2 separate regions of the Sus scrofa genome follow, and region 1 is linked to region 2. A link is a contact called in public HiChIP or PLAC-seq data. All regions are on one chromosome and are shown on one strand. The core of a region is the stretch at or near the end of the contact, and the rest is flanking DNA. Distances in the headings are between cores, read along the strand shown.

Region 1 (4,423 bases), core at 397-2,896, 590 kb after region 2:
AAATATTTTCACATACTACATTAGTCAGAGCATCAAATGCCAACTACCCCAACAGACAGGCTTAATACAGTAAAAATCTACCCCTTTCTCCGATGAAGTATGATATAGGTCTGAGGGGGCATTCCTCCATCCAGTAACTTAGAGATCCAGGTTCCCTCCACCTCGTGACTCATCCTTTTCAAAATATTACTACCAAATGTGGGACAGCAGGAGAAAAGAGAAATGGAAGGTGCCTAGGATAGTAAGTAAGGCATCCTTTCTGTTCGCGATCCCATTCACTAAGATTCAGTCACATGACCTCAATCCAACTGCAAGCAATCTGAAAAATACAGGGGAGCACAGAGACAATTCGTCAGTACAAATTGTCTCAGCCATGTATATGCCCTCCCATTGCTTAGAATAGCTCTTTGCTTTTCTTTTTAGTCAATACATTTTCATCTTCCAAGCTCAGATCAAATGTCACCTTCTTGACCTCTTCAGACAATATTTCCCCTCTCTGATGCTCCCATAAGTAATATAAATATCTACTGTGTGTGTATTCCACTTTACAATTATTTGTCTGAGCATCTAACTCCAGTTAAGAAGATTACCTTTCTCATCGATGACATCCCAGAACCATGCCAAGCACCTATAAACACATAATACATACTTGATATGTGAATGAATGAATGAATGAATGAACCAAGATGAGCTCTAGAAAGATTTGCCCATGGAAACAAAAAAGCAAAGAAATTGACTTTCTCATAAGCCCTAATCACGGGTCTGACTTCCTAGTTAAGTATGAAGCTGCCTGTGGTAAATGAGCTCTCACAAGAGTGATTCCTGGACCAAATTCATTAACGTTGAAAACAACTAAAAGAGCCACATGATTATAGTGTACCCTATAAAGTTTAAAACAATATAATATTTTGATCCTGGAACTGGAAGACTTGAAAAGTTTCCAGTTGGGAGCAGGAGCTGTTGTTGAGACTCACTGTCCTAGGGCTTTCCTCCGAGAAAATGGGAGAATTGGATGGGTGGTGCAAGTATTTCCAGGCGGCCAGCCAAGTTAGTGATCCCAGGCATGTGTGTGTTGTGAGACACACTGTCCTTCTCCCAGGCTGACATCTGCATCCCCTCCCAGTCTAATCAAGTCTTTCTTATTTCTCCAAAATAAAGACCACATTCATAAAAAGTCAGTGAAGTCCATCCTTCTTGCAAAGCAGAGAAATGTCAGGAACTGGAAGTCTCTGCCTGGCGCTTTTGGTAGCCTGCTGCATTCTGACTGAGGTTAGGTAACCATAACAAAAAGCAAAACGAATGACTTCAGTGAAAAGTTTGCCCGGGGCAAAGCCAAGAGGTATGATATTTCTCTTGGATGACAATCAACAGAGGCACTTAAACTAATGTAGGAATTGTTCAAAATTCTGGAGACAAGTGTAATATATTTAAGGACTCTTAAGGGTTTGTTTTTGTTTTGTTTTGTTTTTCAAGTTTTTAATTTCTTTAGTTGGTTGGCTTTTGTCCTCCTTGCCCCAAAGAATTCATTAAGGACTTAGTCATGAATTTGGGGCTAGTGTTAAAAGAGCTGCCTTAATATCAGTGCTCTGTGGTTTATAAGCTCACCATTTTCCCAGGAGGATCTGGAGTCATATTAGCTGTAACTCTGCTAAACACATCTCTCAATGAATCCCTGCCATTAGCACCAAAAATTCCAGCTGGTTGACTAGCTGTGGGCAACATCTCATCTCGCTGACAAAATCTACCATCAGCCTCGATTAGTTTGGAGAGCTTGTCTCATCAGAAAAGCTCCATGACAAATCTACTTCGGGGGCTGACGTTAAGCCACTGCCACCAGGACAAAGGTCAAAATACATTTGAGTTCTCGACTCGTGTGAAAACTTATCACTGAAGTACGACTTCTTGCTGAAGGACAGGAGATGCCCTACACTGAGGGTGAAAATTGGCTCCGTGGGGAAAGCTTCAAAGCCATTTCAACCATTAAAATGTGACTGGACATATCAGGAAAACAGAAGGGGCTGAAGCGGAGAGTGGGGATGCCATGGGGAGCTGATAAAGAACTTGCTCCAGAAAATGGCCTGGTGCCGATATCATTGTTCTCATTGGCAAGAAGCATTGGGGTCAGAGCCTCATTACAAATAAGCTGTTTAGCATACCAACTATTGGTGTATTTGCCACGTTTAGACAACTTCATGTCAAAGATTAATAATGCCAATGTGGACTGCCTCTCTGAGATGTGCTAAAGCTTGCCACCCAGAAGGAAAATAAAGATTCTGTAGTACTTTAAATCTGTTCAACAGAGTGAGACACAGAAGCTGCTCGAAAGCTTGGTAAAACGAGACAATGCTCAGCTGCTCCTGGATGTGATAAGAGTGGCTTATCCAGTGCAGTGGTTTTGGAGAGTGGTCACCAGGCCAGCAGCATCAGCATCACACACAAACTCACTTGAAATGAAGAATCTCTGGCCACAGCCTAGACTTGCTGATTCAAAAACTCTATCATTAGGACCCAGCAATGTGTTTTAAGGAGCCTCCGGGTCAGTCCAATACCAACTCGAGTCAGAGCACCACTGCTTCATGGTCAGCTCCTAACCCAACCACCCACTCAACAGATGACCTATGGAAGTCACTTAACCTTACTGTCCTTCGATCCTGTTCCATCTAGAAAATAGTTATTTCAACCACTGTGGTCTGAACCTGCTACCTCCCTCCATGTTCCTGGCTAGATGGTCAGAACAACCTATTCTGAACATCTCTCTTTCTTCTGCAAAGGTCCTGGAGTTGCCAAGATGTATCCAGACCTCATTTTGCATAAATCTATGCCCTCTGAGGAACTGAGCTTAACAGGGCTGTTGTTTTTGTTTATTTTTAACTTGTCCTGGATTTGAATATGGAAAAGACTAAAGGATTCCAGACCAGAGTCTGTCTAGATCAGGGATTGACCAAATCTGGCCAGATGCCCATTTTTGTAAGTGAAGTCTTACTGGCTCACAGCCACACCCACTCACTGCACACCATCCAGGGCTACTTGCCAGCTATAACAGCAGTGTTGAGGAGACGTGACAGAGACACATTAGCCCTCAAGGCCTAAAATATTTACTCTCTGTTCCTTTACAGAAAGCACTTTCAGACCACTGGTCTAGATACATAATTAGGCCACACTGAAGTAGAAGAACAAGAGGGGGCATCTATGTAATCATGAACTGAGGAGGAACAGGGGCTTCAGGAGTGACAACAGAGGGATCTCTGCCGGGAGAGCATGGATGGTGTCCTGGTGACGAAAAGCCCCAGGACTGAATCTCAGGACAGGTGCAGGGCCCCAAAAAGGCAGCCTAACCTATGAAAAGCCCCTCTGATGATTTCACACAAACTACCCCACAGACCGCACTTCAAAAAATGGAGAATGATCTGGCTTTTCAGATGCATGAAGGCATAAGCTCTGGTGCTCTTAGAAAGTTCACCAAATAAAAATCTGTTCTAAATCTCTCAATTGCAGCTGTGATTTTTTTGCACTTTCTAACAAATTTGGCAGGAGGTGGAAGGATAAATTTAAACTTCCAGGCTAAATTAATTTAGCCTGGAATGTGTGTGGTTGCTTATTTAACCTTCAAATTTATACTACTAATTCTTCAACTCCATACCTATAAAGATAATTTTAAATTTATGGAACTCCACTTTGATCTGACCAGAAAGCTAAGTGGAGTTTTAACTTGTACCATTGCATGAACAAATGCTTGTTCCAAAAAATGTAACCATGAGGCATTTTGGAATAGGAAGTTCTAATCTCTCAAAAAAACAGATGGGTGGATAGCGTGCACACATCAAGGGAATTTTCAGGGTACAGTGAGAAGACCAACTGATACTTCAAAGATAACAAAGGAAATTTTAAAAATTGTCAAGTTTACAAACAAATGCAAAACTGTTCAGAATTCTGGGATGAGTGGATGTGGGTTCCCCATGAGGATGTGGGTTCAATCCCTGGCCTCCCTCAGTGGGTTAAGGATCCGGCATTGCCACAAGCTTCAGCCTAGGCTGCAGATGTGGCTTGGATCTGAAGTGGCTATGGCTGTGGTGCAGGCTGGCAGCTGCAGCTCTGATTCAACCCCTAGACTAGAAACCTTCATATGCCATAGGTGCACCCCTAAAAGGAAAATAAATAGATAAATAAATAAATAAAATTTTAAAAGAAAACTCTAGAAATTTAAAATTAGAAAGAATGTTTCTTGGAGTTCCTGTCGTGGCTCAGTGGTTAACGAATCCGACTAGGAACCATGAGGTTGCGGGTTCGATCCCTGGCCTTGCTCAGTGGGTTAAGGATCCAGCATTGCCGTGAGCTGTGGTATAGGTTGCAGACGCGGCTCGGATCCCACGTTGCTGTGGCTCTGGCGTAGGCCGGCGTCCACAGCTTTGATTAGACCCCTAGC
Region 2 (4,701 bases), core at 17-2,516:
CCTGAAAATGTAGCAAGTGAATTTATTATTAAATTGCAGATTGTGTCCAGGCATGATATATTATTATACAAATGCGCCAAGAATTATAGAGCAATAGACCATTAAAAATAGTGTGCAAACCCTGATACCATGCTTAAATCAGGTGCTTGTCTGTGGGCCATGCCTGACTATACCTATTACATAACTGTTCTTCTAAGCTTGTAAATTCCTACGACACTGTCAAGGGAGCTGAGGGTTAGGATCAAGTTTGTACTTGAACCAAGATTCAAGGGAGCTAGCAAACTCTTCCTCTCTCTCTCCTGTCTCTATTACTTGATCTTGGGGAAAAGAAACCATAATGATCACAGATGATGTGCCTTTGTAATACACAGAAATCACCTACCTCATTTATATGGCTTAGGCTGGTTTACTGAGCACAAGTGAAAGGTTTGGGCAGGGAATGCTACTTTTAGAAAAATAAGCACAGAGTTCCCATCATAGCTCAGCAGTTAATGAACCCGACTAGCATCCATGAGGACACAGATTCGATCCCTGGCCTCGCTCAGTGGCTCAGTGAGTTAAGAATCCGGCGTTGCCGTGAGCTGTGGTGTATGTAGGTCATAGACACAGCTCAGATCCCGTGTTGCTGTGGCTGTGGTGTAGCTGGTAGCTACAGCTCTAATTGGACCCCTAGCCTGGGACCCTCCATATGTTGCCGGTGCAGCTCCTAAAAAGACAAAAGAAAAAAAAAAAAGAAAAACAAGCAAAGGTTTCATAATAGGCTGGTTTCTTTTACAAAAATCTACATTGTATAGTGTTCACCCCTAGTATATAGATGAACCTATCTTCCTGAGATGCACAGGGAACTCACTGACAAAATTCCCAGGGGTGTTGGACCACGCTTTAAGGGGATCAGAATCGCCCAAGACTTCCGTGGGTGGTGGTGGTGTTGCCAGAATCCTTTGAGATTTGCCTAAGTCTTTAGAAGGTACCCATCCCCATTACCTTAAGTTTTTTGGCAGTCACAGCACACACTGTGCTTAACTGGGTAATGCAGACTTCCACGATTTCGAGTTCTTTTTCTCATATGGAAGAAACCATGGAGGAGTCTTTCAGCTCCCCTTACTGAGTCAACTTGAACTTTTTTTCCCTTCAGCACTCACTAAGTGCTACTTACAGGAATGTCTTTCTGTGTTATGGCAAGTTTTCCGCATTTCACTGTGAAGTACTTAACATGGCCATGTTAAATTTTAATTTTTGGAATCAGTCACTTCACACTAGCTGACTCTGTCTCGAAGAGCTATAGCTCTTACAACAGGAAGGAAAACAAAACAAAACAACTTTGCTGGAAACCAGCTCTGTGGCCTAAAAGTCTATTTAAAGATGCAAATGTGTGTGCATAGTTAGTGCAGATGTTTTTCTACAGCAACTGTACTTGCCGAGTTTCACCATTTCCATAAAGCACATTAAAACAAGTGTGTGAACACTCGGAGATGAAAGTCTCCAACACTCCTGAGACTTTCAGTGGAAAGGAGAGCCGCCTGACTTTTCTCCAAGCAGACAGGAATGCCCATGATTCAGCAGCCTGAGTAAATAAAAGAGGTCCTTATTTCCTAATTTTGCTGGCTGGCCACACTGCAGCAGCCTCTGTGCTCCTGCCAAAGGGGATGCAGATCTGGAACTACACCCAGCCACTGAAGGCCTGCCTTTGTTAGCCAGCCAGGCTTTCCCGACCATCTTCTGGCAACAAAACTGCCATATCCTGCAAGGAAGACCTCCATCTCAGGCTTGATGGTTCTCTAGTCTGCCTGAAAGGACGAAACAACAGATTTTGCTGGGTCTGCGTCGGAGGAGGACAGCTGGAAACTCAGTTAGCAGCGGAGCAACACCTGTTCGCTCAGATTTATGGGGGAAAGTGCTCACTAACAGAAAAGTGAAGTCATCCTAGAAGGAGATACTGCACAGAGAGAAAAAGACACCAGAGCACAAATACCTCTGTGACCTGAGCCACGGCCCCTTGTGTGCCAACCTTAGAGCTTGAAGGGGAGGGCAAAGGTTGGCTCTGATTGCATCCTGGCTGTTGGGGGATGGACAGACCAACAGTCCCCGGACAGGGTTGCTGGGTGGCCAAATGGGGGGCTGATAATGTCCCTTTACAGCCCGTCATTGCGGGAGAAAAATGCTGAGGTCCTGGTCATTCTTTGGCTTTTCGAGTCCAACTGAAATAGCCGATAGAAAAATAAGATCAAAAGAGGAAGAAGAGAAGATGTGCAGGAAGGTTTGGGGTGATGCCAAAGCTTTTTTGGCACCACGTAAGCATGTCTTAGTCTTAGGGTAAGGTATGCGCTTCCGGAGGGCAGGGACCAAGCCTTTTAGAATGTTGACTCCAACAATATGGGCAATTCTGGGATTACTAAGGAGAAAGAAAGAAAGTAAATCGACTCACTGCAGATGTTAAAGAAGCGATCGGAATCTCTGAAGTGAAGGAAACTCCCAATACGTTTAGGTCTTCGTAGGGCTGGGCACACAAGAAGGTGGCTCACTGACGTCCTTCTGCTACCTGAGTTCATTCACTGTAAGGGCAGGGTACTCCCTAAACTGCCCTTCTGGGACTCAGTATCATGTGTATGCAAGGGCCACACAGAAGGATTTCCTTCATAGGGCCAGGATTTACATGGCTGGTTGCCTTTCAAGGGAGGAAAAGAAGCATGAATACTGACAACTCTGGTACCTGCGTTTTCAGAGGGCAATGACTCAGAATGAGAACTAAAAGTCAAGAGTCTGGAGTTTTATTTCTAGCTTCATAGCTGACTTAGAGAGTGACCTGGCCAAGTCATTTAATCTGCCCCTACCTAGGTATTTCACCTGCAATATGAAGATAATAATTCTTGCTACTTACCCTCTGGGGTGTTACAAAGATTAGTGGATGTTTCTAGGGCACCTATCAGCACTGGAAGAAAAGCTGCATATGTAAACAAAGAGATTCATATCTGTCGCATGTATTTACATTTCCACATGTAAGCGTCTGTGTACAGTATAAACATATTTTAACATTTTTTTTCCTTTAATGAAACCACTGGAATATCAGCTTTAAGGATTGGCCCAATGGAAATCTACAGTGCCTTAAGCATTCACAGCCATCAAGAAAATATAAATAGTTGGTGATATCTAAAAATTAATGGACCATAAATCTAAGCTATGTTCCAAGTATTAAATTATCATACATAAGATATAATCATGGGTCTTTACAGACAGATAACCTTGGAACAGGTATTTGGCTATGTAATTCTGAAGCAAAGCATGGGATTTTGAAATTACCTTTCTTACCCTTAAAACCTAGCAAAACAATCACTGCGTTATTTAACATCAGAATAAGTTCATTTAGTAGATGATTTTTTTAGGTGGAGGACAATAGGTGAAAGCATGAGACCAAAGCAAATTTCCACGTTATTTCCTCTATTGGCTGAAAATGATTCTTTCTTTCTGCCACCATGCTACAGGAGCAGTTCTAAACTTTCATGTGAAGTAGTGTTCATAGTCCTTTCTTCATTCATAAATTTTAAGGCACCTTAAGACAGTTAAACCAAGAATCTTGAAGGAAATATACAGGTGAGCACAAAAGCTGAGACGAAACAGGCGCTCGAAATAGAGAACAGTACTTTGAAATGTATGTTTAATAGCCACAGGTAACAAGGAGATTTGCTATGTTAACCCGGAGCCATCACAGTAACAACTTTATATCATCATATTTAAAATCATCTAACCAAATTGCCACCAATACATTTTTAAAGCAATGATTTAAATTGCTGAAGGATATGGTCATCCTAAATAAACCATTATGAGTTATTACACAATTGTTTCCTTTCATTCTCAATAGAAATGTCAACAGTTTTAGAAAAGGTGCAAAACTTTAATAACGTAACAATCGTTCCTTTTTTTCTCTTTAATCAACAGCCCCGCACTAAATTCACCCCTTTGTCACATAACTTATTTAAGTACTTGAAAATGAATACGCTTTACTGGGTGTTCAAAAGAGAAAAATGAATTTAAAATTATTTATAATTCACAGATGCATTTAAATTCTGTAATATTACAAATTGTTCTGGAAGGACCAATTAAATGCATTAACAGTTAGGTTTATGAGGGGGAAAAAAAGGGTGGTCACTCATTAATGATAGCAGCTGTGGGGAGCAGGAATTGGCGGAGCACATTTTTTAAACAGTCATGATGAATTCCAGATATCAGAGCTCAGGGGTTATTTTTCCCTTTCAATACTCTCTAATAAAAAAGAGGCTCACTTTCCCCAACAATCCTTTAATGCTTCGGATGAGCCAACATAAGAGATAAGACGTTGTTATCACCCCCGTGCTGCCCTTCTTAGGTAATCCTAGTCTTTATATCCAAGCTGTCTCTTTCACCAGACACATTTCTATTACATGTGCAGGGAAGAGTACAAATGTTTTGCTTGCTGTTGCTTAAAGTTCATTTGAACAGACGGAGCTCAATGAATTCCATCTTCCGCCGCCAAATTAAACAGAAAACAGTGCATTCTTAAGCAGTTCACACTTAACTCCACCTCTCAAATCAGAGGAAAAAGCTGACGTGAAACCCGTTAAAGAACAGTCATCATCTCACTCACGGAAACCGAGACGTTTTTCTGAAGCCAGACTGAAGGGAAAGCGGTTTCCAATTACGTCGGGGGGGGGCGGGGGGAAACAGCGT

The links. HiChIP or PLAC-seq counts read pairs in DNA pulled down with a chosen protein or histone mark.
Region 1: a contact with region 2 is called in an H3K27ac HiChIP or PLAC-seq map of skeletal muscle, with 4 times the contacts expected there. The contact joins two enhancer-like sites. A contact is called at or near these places in 1 of 47 Hi-C or Micro-C datasets (heart right ventricle) and 1 of 2 datasets of contacts at active chromatin or transcription factors (skeletal muscle).

Annotation. Positions count from the first base shown.
Region 1 is chr6:110,597,760-110,602,182 of Sscrofa11.1, forward strand. No RefSeq gene overlaps it. Among named protein-coding and RNA genes, the nearest start is that of SS18, 190 kb to the right of the region's middle. Within about 2 kb of position 1,647, at least 17 of the 83 cell types and tissues checked have an H3K27ac peak or open chromatin away from gene starts, as enhancers often do. A contact at or near this core is called in skeletal muscle, where this site is marked.
Region 2 is chr6:110,003,950-110,008,650 of Sscrofa11.1, forward strand. The region is part of intron 2 of ZNF521 (zinc finger protein 521); the gene reads right to left. Among named protein-coding and RNA genes, the nearest start is that of ZNF521, 120 kb to the right of the region's middle. Within about 2 kb of position 1,267, at least 33 of the 83 cell types and tissues checked have an H3K27ac peak or open chromatin away from gene starts, as enhancers often do. A contact at or near this core is called in skeletal muscle, where this site is marked.